Linked DNA regions of Rattus norvegicus: region 2 is linked to region 1. Evidence: chromatin contacts called from public Hi-C data. All regions are on one chromosome and are shown on one strand. Each heading gives the region's core, a stretch centred on a gene start, on an enhancer-like site or on the middle of the called end of the contact. The rest is flanking DNA. Distances are from core to core; before and after follow the strand shown.

What was found. Hi-C and Micro-C count contacts between places; a contact is called where the count stands out from the background.
Region 2: a contact with region 1 is called in a Hi-C map of prefrontal cortex, with 4 times the contacts expected there. The contact joins two enhancer-like sites. A contact is called at or near these places in 9 of 12 Hi-C or Micro-C datasets (the A7r5 cell line, frontal cortex, hepatocytes and 5 more).

The regions. Positions count from the first base shown.
Region 1 is chr2:188,208,508-188,212,533 of GRCr8, forward strand. It overlaps Sec22b (SEC22 homolog B, vesicle trafficking protein), which reads left to right. Exons shown (of 5, transcript NM_001025686.1): 5 at 247-1,058. The coding sequence ends at 401. It overlaps LOC134485662 (a long non-coding RNA gene), which reads right to left. Exons shown (of 2, transcript XR_010063892.1): 2 at 1,311-4,026. Among named protein-coding and RNA genes, the nearest start is that of Sec22b, 22 kb to the left of the region's middle. Within about 2 kb of position 1,569, at least 9 of the 93 cell types and tissues checked have an H3K27ac peak or open chromatin away from gene starts, as enhancers often do. A contact at or near this core is called in prefrontal cortex, where this site is marked.
Region 2 is chr2:188,388,286-188,392,611 of GRCr8, forward strand. It overlaps Notch2 (notch receptor 2), which reads left to right. Exons shown (of 34, transcript NM_024358.2): 12 at 1,504-1,614. Among named protein-coding and RNA genes, the nearest start is that of Adam30, 50 kb to the right of the region's middle. Within about 2 kb of position 1,371, at least 40 of the 93 cell types and tissues checked have an H3K27ac peak or open chromatin away from gene starts, as enhancers often do. A contact at or near this core is called in prefrontal cortex, where this site is marked.

The sequences.
Region 1 (4,026 bases), core at 319-2,818:
TGCCTCGCATGCTCAGGCCCTCCGCCGCACTGAGGCGGGAGAGCTGCTGTTACTAACCTGCTGACACCATCACTCTAAACAGTCGGTGTGCCTACTCAGATTTGGTAACACAATTATTTTATTATTAAACATAGTTTAAACTCCATGGCTTATTTATTCCACCAGTCATGTTCGTTATTTTTATGCCTTAATGTTTTGATAAACTACTTGAGGTCTAATTAAAGTTTCCCGTTTTTATCTTTTCAGCATTGGATTCGAAGGCTAACAATTTGTCCAGTCTATCTAAGAAATACCGCCAGGATGCGAAGTACCTGAACATGCGTTCCACCTACGCCAAGCTTGCAGCAGTAGCCGTGTTCTTCATCATGCTGATAGTGTATGTGCGGTTTTGGTGGCTGTGAGATAGTGAAGCCTCGTCACTAGTAAGGGAGAACCTAGAACCCAGCAGGTGTATGTTTTCAGGAAACTGAGCTCACAGGGCTGTGTGTTAGAACCCAAGTGGAACTTCTGCCTCTAAAGACCTTGCAAGAAAAGACCTGTCCTGAAATGAAAGATGGCGCCTCGTTTAAGGAAGCTTGACCCATGTGGATGTCTCCGGGGCAGAGACCTTCTCTGGGTGCTAAGCCATATGTATTAGGGAACAGTAGGTTGTCTGTTTTGTTTCTTCCCTCCCCAGTACATTTGTGAGACAGCAGAGATGGGGCGGTCTCTCTGATGGAGCCATCAGTGAGATTTAAGGTAGCCAACCCATTCTAGCAGCATCCTGAAATTCTGTCAGAGTTTCCCTTTGGGGAGTCCTAACCTTAATCGACATTCCTTTGTTGGTTACATGTGTGATTAACTTTCAAGTAAGACTCAAAGTATGTGAAGGTTAATTGCTTCGGTGCACAGGTCCTGTGTGTTGGCCGCTGTAGGAAGTTAACTTTTGTTTTTTGTTTTTTTTTCTTTTATATTTTGCTTATTGCACAGTTGCTTTGGAATTAAATCAATTATATTAATATGCCTTGAAATTATATAGTATTGCTTGACTAAAAGGATGAATTTTTTTCTGTCATTTATTCTTTGTTGTTTGTTTTTCTTTTCTTTTTTTGTTTTGTTGAGACAGGGTCTCTTTAGTCTCGGTTGTCCTGGAACTCATGTAGACCAGGCTGGCCTTGAACTTACAGAGGTCCACCTTCCTCGTCGTTCACTCTAACTCTCTCGGGACATTGTTATTTGGGGCTGTTTGGGCTCTGTAGAGTTAGTGTGGCACAGGGTGGTCAGAGGCCCTGCCTTCGGGGAAGAAAGGCCCAGCTTAGACCTCGGCTTTGCCCTGCCCCTTCCTCCCACTCTGTCTGTGCATTCCCATTTCTTGGCTTTCTTTACAACATAACTTGCTTAAACTCATGGTCTCCTGTCCCACAGATAGCCTGTAGGATTTTCACAGACTGCGAGTGTGGTGGTACTGAGCAGGGTAGTTAGTTAGATTTCTTATCTCTGCAGATCAGCTACCCAAACACAAATGCTCACAAAGCTTATGGAGAACATCTCTGAGAGCCAGCCTCATTCCTGAGTCAGCTTATGTAAATTCTGCAGGAATGTTTTAGAGACAGATGGCTCGTGGACAGTGTGACTCCTATAACCAATGAGAGTACATCAGACTTCTTTCCCTTTTTGCTCAGGGATAATGGAGATTTCACCTTTCCCCTTCTGAGGTAGAATTTTTTAAGTGGGAAGAATAGGCCTTTTGGTTATTATCACAAGGGGCTACAATATAACCTATAAGACCTGCACATACTGCAAACATTTCTTTAAATTGTACTGGAAAATGAGCCAACTTCTTACTTAACATCTTTGGAAAGACTTTTGGTAAGCAGTTTTCTAACCCTAGGGATCATCACTGCTGCCCTGTTCCGGGGGGGACAACAGTCTCACTTCCTTATGAGAACCTGGGGGGAAGCTTACTGTATTCCTAATAAGTACAGAACTAGAATAAACGTTCTTCTATTATGAACATAAATCTACCCGTTAGAGTTTTGTGCATGAAATACAAAATGACTTTTTATAGAGAATAACTGCTTTTAAGTCTTTAAAAGGCTTGCTCCGTAAACAATGATGTTGGCAACAGAAACCTTGTAAGACTGCAAACCCTGAGTCGTTGCACCGTAGTGCAAACCTGAGTCGTTGCACCGTAGCGCTTGGTGCCTCTCTGAGAAGGGCGGTGGCAGCTCACTGTCGGGAGTTGCATGCTGCAACTTAGTGGTCAGCGATGAAATAAATGCTTGTAGAACGTTTCCTTCAGTGTGAAGTTTTGTCGTCGAGTTAACTTTTGTCCACATAGACTCTTCTCACCGCATTCTACCTCATCTCAGGGGGCACTGAACTCGGGGAGGGGAAATTGGTGAACAGAGGAACAAGAATGTGGTAAAGGCCGGGGCAGTGGACAAAGGGAAGACACGATGGGCCTCTGGTATGTGTTCTAAGTAGCTGGTATAGGAAACTGAGCAGGGAAACAAGTGGAAAGTATAGCAGTGTGTGGCTGCAGTGAAGGCTTGTTTCCAGAGAAGTGGATTAGCATTCCAGACAAGGATGTGGCATGCGAAGGACATGTAGAAAGAGCTGGCACGCTTGGTTCGTCTGAGCTCAGGGTAAGCAGACAGGAGAACTAGACTGGCATTGCTTCACCTGCTGAGGGGTTGCCCTACACAAAAAGACATATTAGAAGTGTGGAAGTGGAATTGAGCCATAGGGGAGGGGGCAGTAAACAGACCAGTTTCAAGAAAGGTGATCAGAGGTTCCAGATAAGAGGAACTTACTCAAGTATGCTGCCAGCACTCTACAAACAAAGAGATTTGCTCTGAGGTACAAAAGAGTCTCAAACATGGTCCAAAGTCACAGAGCAAAAGGATATCGGAATCAAGATTTGAGCCAGACAGTTTGGCTTCAGGGTTTGGTTTTGACGTTTTAATTTTTCAGGTAAGTATATGAACTGATGGATTTCATCATGGCATCTGCATACATGAATCGCTGTAATTTGTTGTCTCTTGTTCCTCTCCCTTGGGGTGTGTTTTTGTGTACCACCAACCCATCAAATAAAATAAGGACTACAAAGTGTATTTTGAGTTTAGCATGTTTAGAAAGTCATTGTAGAGAGCTGAGCACACAGGCACGATCACTGCAGGTGCAGGATTGACCCACTGCAGGGGAGACCCATTCCTGCCCTCTAGAGCAGCTGTCTTGGTCATTGTGACGCTGAACTTCATTGCCTGTTTTACTAAAATGCCTCATGGTGTCATGTTTTAGAAGTATTTGACACATTGACGCATGCCTGGTTATTTTAATGTCTAACAATGGTTCCTGAGCTTCCCGAGAACTCTTTGTAAAACAGGTGAACGTGTCTTTACTCCAGGAAAGATGTGTCCCATCCATCTCTGGCCAGGCAGGGCCACAGCACTGTTCATGAAATCATGGTGGGCCGTGGTCTTTCAGTTCACTCTAGGTGCATAACACAGAACTCAAAAGTTAGGTGCCCAGAGTCCTTGAAAGCTGCAGTGAGTAGGAGGAGATCTACAGTCTGAACCTTACTCTTCAAAAGCTACTGTGCGCATGAAACAGCCCTGTCAGATATTTTCTTAAATATTCAGAGATCTGGTTCTGGTGAAATAACTTTTATTTTCAGTTTTAGTTACTTAATCACGTCTAAGGAGTTCAAAAATATTTGTAAGTTTTCTTCAAATGCAAGAAACAAAGTAGATGAACCAGGCCAGCAGTTTGGCTTAGTGAGTAAAAACGCTCACCACTAAGACTGCCAACGTGAGTTCAGTCCCTGGACTCTCAAAGTGCAAGGAGTGAGGAGGGACTCCCACATGTCTTCTGACTACACACGTGCAGTGGCACATACATACACATACAATAAACAAATATTTACAAAAATTTACAAAGTTGATACTTTCTGTGCGCATAGGATTTAATAAGACACACAGTAAAACCCTTCACAATTTCGTGAGGCTCAGCAGGATGCAGGAGGTCAGGGCTGTAGAGATGATG
Region 2 (4,326 bases), core at 121-2,620, 180 kb after region 1:
TTGGATTATATCCTCTTGCCAGAGTGTATCAGGTAGACTTTCCTTCGGGGGACAGAGGCAAGAAGTTAATATTCATGGTTTGCGGCAGGCAGCATGCAGAGGGAGGCCAAACCCATCGCTGCAGCAGTTTGAAAAGTTAGAGCAAAGAGCTGCAGGCAACATCCGGAGTTGCTGGTCAGTATTTAGTGGAAAGGAAGCTTGTGCTGCGGGCCTGGCTGGAAAGCCCACTTAGTAGACAATGTGGATAGACAATGTGCATGTATCATGCAGTCTCTGTTAGTAGTTTGACATTTGGAAGGAATCATCATAGCCTTGCTAACCATTCCTGTGGTTTGCACTATCTGGATGCTTAAAGCGAGATAGACTCAGTTACTTTTAGGACCTTCTCTCATTTGTGCTTTACGATGATAAACTCTTGAAGTAATTAATTAGTTCTCTTGAGTTTCAACTAAACTAAAATGGCTTGAACTAGAAGAAACAGCAAAGCAGACAATTCAGCAACAGCAGAGAAGCCTCTCATGGACTCTAAGCAGCAGTAACATCCCAGCACAGGCGGGACGGCTGCAGACCTGAGTCCCAATGGGCTGCTCTGTCAGTGTAGATGCTGTGGCCCAGCTTGACTGGGTGTTATTCCCAGTTCAACTGAACCATGACCCCAGGGACTAAAACTGTGCTGGCATGCTAGGGCTTCATGGATCAGGGGCTGATGGCTAGAAGGCCCGCCCTTGTGTACAGGAATATGGAAGCTTGTCTCCTATTAATTAATGGTCCTCGAGGTTAGCCTCATCAACATGGGAAGGCTTATGGAACTAGCATAGAGGTGGTAGTTATTAACAAATGTGTGATCACAGATGGTACGTTGGTGAGTGAACCAGCATGGTGGCATTTGGTCCAGGAGTTTTACCTGTCTATATTCCACAAAACAGTCTATGGAACCACAAAGCTTTCTTACATGCACTTTAACTAATGCACTGTGGTTTCTTGTTTGTTTCATTTGTTTTGTTTTAGTTAAAATGGGATTCTAGAAGTGTAGGATGCCGCTGTGACAGCTCACAGTTCGGGCTGCGGCTGCTCCTCCTGTCTGTGATGCTATCTCAACCCGAGGGCTGAGAGTTTGCAAGTTCCACAGCGGCAGATTTTAATGTCTTCACCAAAGCTGTGAAGCGGACACGTGTTTGTTTGGCTGTGGGTGTGTAGATTTGTGTCCATCTGGTTGGGGCCCGTAGCCTGGATCCTGGCTGAGATGCTGACAGTTTTACCTATATTGCCTTTGTGCTGTTTCCATGACAACAGAGTAGAAGGGACAAATCATGGCTAAGTATGAGTAATCCAGTCCTCTTGGCTTCTCAGTCCTGGATTCTGTGGATTGTACTTGGCGAAGGGCTGCTTTGTTCTATTCGGAGTGCCTGGGTTCCCTTCAGGCTTCTGACTGTGGAGCACCACAGGCAGAAGTGCCGACATTCCTGTGGTGATACAGAATCATTTCTCTGCCTCTGTTTACAGGCCTTAATTGTGAAATTAATTTTGATGACTGTGCCAGCAACCCTTGTCTGCACGGAGCCTGTGTGGACGGCATCAACCGTTACAGTTGTGTGTGCTCTCCGGGATTCACAGGTAATGCTCTTGCCTTTGGACGGGGCCTCCATTTGCCCATCCAGTTGGGAAAGGGGCCCCTAAGTAAAAATCAAATTTTCACCCTTTTCCTGTTTCTCGTCGTCTCTGGAAGGTTTGCAATCTGCTTCTGTTCTGCTCTGAACCAGTTTCCTGTTTCCAGACCTTTGCTAAGTGGAAACACAGCACTTCCCTTAGCGTTTCAGGTCACGTGTTTCTTGCTACCTGAGAATTCCTAGCAGACTGTAACTTTCCGTCACTGTGCTGGAGTTAATGCCTCCAAAGCCACCTTTGTTTCCCTCCAGCCACTGCCTTCTGTAAAGCTGTGCCCAAGGTAAACCTGCATGAAAACACTGACTGCTTGTCCTGGGTCTTGCCTCTTCTGGGAGCCTGTTTGGGGAGGGCATAATTTGAGGAGACCACCAACTAGTTTGGCTACAGTAAGCAAGATCATTTTGCCCATGAAAAGAAAGTAGATGAAGATAATACTGCATATGACCCTTCCTTAGGCTTGGCCCTCTAGAGAATTCGCACATGTGCCCATAGGTGAAGTACAATCCACACGCTCTCTTCTTCCTTGCTAATATCAACCGTGTCATTTATGTTCCTGGACAACTGTCGTGAAGGCTCCAGAGGAAGCCTAGGCTCTCCCTGACATCTAATTATGGTAAAGGTTCCGTTGTTAGGCTACACGGTGTATCATGCTCTTTCTGGACATTACCATACACATGCAGATGTCTATAATAGTACCCTTAGGAACTGCCGTCTGGTTACCTGCTCCCCAGGTGAGCAACCCACTTTAGAGCTTTTGGCAGAGCCTAAGGGCAGCCAGAGCCAGGTGAAGAGATGCTGGGTACTTAGTCTCTCTATGCCAGCGGTAATGTGGGCGCTCCAGGAGCATCTGTGGCTTTGGTGGCCCTCGGTTCTTCCAGGTGACTGAGAAGCCGGTGTGCTGAATGTTTCGTGCCACGACCCACTGAGGCAGCACGGTGAATTTGGGCATCCTGAAAGCTGTTCTCCCAGATAGGTGGGAGCTAACTAAATACACAGACCTGTTGAAGTGCATAAGAGGAAGAGGATGCCTAATTTGTATGAACAGTGTACTCTGAGCTAGGAACCAAGATGCTTACCCCATCTCACTTAGTTGGCACAGCTGCTGCTGCCCCTGTGGCACTGAGGAGAGGGCAAAGAGCAGAGAGGGAGAGTGATGTTCTCAGTGCCCGCAACCAGGGCTCTGCCCCAAGCGTCTGACCTCAGAGTGCAGGCTCATTCCCACTGCATGGCCAAGGGACAGCCTGTTATGGTTTCCTTCAGGATTTACAGAAGACTTCTCACCGGACTTAGTTTTTTAAATGTCAGTGAATCATATTCTGTCTGTTTTTAACATTCAGCAAATCAGCAGGGTCAAAGGGGGAGCACACAGGCTAAAAATACTCTAAGATAAACATAAGGTGTAGCATGAACCCACAGAGCCAGGAGATGGAATGTTCCGGCTGCTGGGCGGTGCCCCTTCTTGGGAACTGCTTTCTGGTCCAAGAGGCTGTTTTGTAAATCTGTTGCTGGAGATGTCCAAGAGTCATAAGCCATAACTGTGAGGTATTTGGGGTTTTTCCTTCTATTTTATTTTAATCATTTCCCTGACCATTTCCATAAGAGCTTTAGAAGGTCCAAGGGAGGCCTTTGTCTCTTCTCTTTTTACGGCTGTTCTCTGTTCTCCCAGGAGCTCCAGATACTCTGATTAGATGGGAGAAAGTTGGACATCATGTGATCCTATAAACGCCTTTCCATTTTCCAAAGCCGCGTTGGTGTTTGGATTACAGGCCTAGTGGCAGACTCCCATAATCCTAGCTGTTCTGGAAGCTCATGCAGGATGGCCACAAGTCCAAGGTCTGCCTGGACCATGGACTGAATTCAAGGCAGCTGGGCAACTCAGTAAGAGCTTGCTTCATAAAGAAAAGTACCGAAGTGAACAGCAACAGCAGGGCCACAAGACAGAGTGTGGAGTAGAGCACTTGCCTCTGGTGCATGAGGCCCTGGGTTCCACCCAAGCACCAAATACCAAACCACAACAACAAGAACAACAAAACACAAAAAGTAAAACAAACAAACCAGTCTTCCCAAAGAGAAACAAAAAGCCCAACCTCCCCCAGATCTACTGTCTTCCTAAATTCTCCTAACCGACCATGAATGGAGTTGTTCTGTCCTCAGTTAACAAATATGGCCACAGAGATGGAGCTTGATAAGCCAGTGAGCTAGAGAGCGCGTGCACTCCTCCCAGGGGCACAAGCCCGACTCTTTCTCATCCTCTGCCGTAGGTATCAGAAAAGAAATTCGCAGGCACACTGGCAAAGGAATAGTCTACTGCTCTCCAGCCCTGACCCCACTCGCACAAAATGCCTTCAGACTTTATCTTGAGAATTGTTTAAAGGCAGATGAGGGGCTGGGAACATAGCTCCGGGGAAGGATGCTGGCTGATCCCAAGTTTTCTCCCCGGTACCAAAAAAAATAAAATAAAATAAAAAAATAAATGAATGAATGAATGAATGAATGAATGAATGAATGAAGAAGAAGTGGCTTGGAAGACTGAGGTAGGACATACAGAGGAAGAGGAAAAATGGCAGCTATCCCAGACTGTGGGACTTTACCACAGGAACCACTAGTGATGGTTCACAGTGCATGGGAGGCCAGCAGCCTGCTCATGCCTTCCTTTAAAGG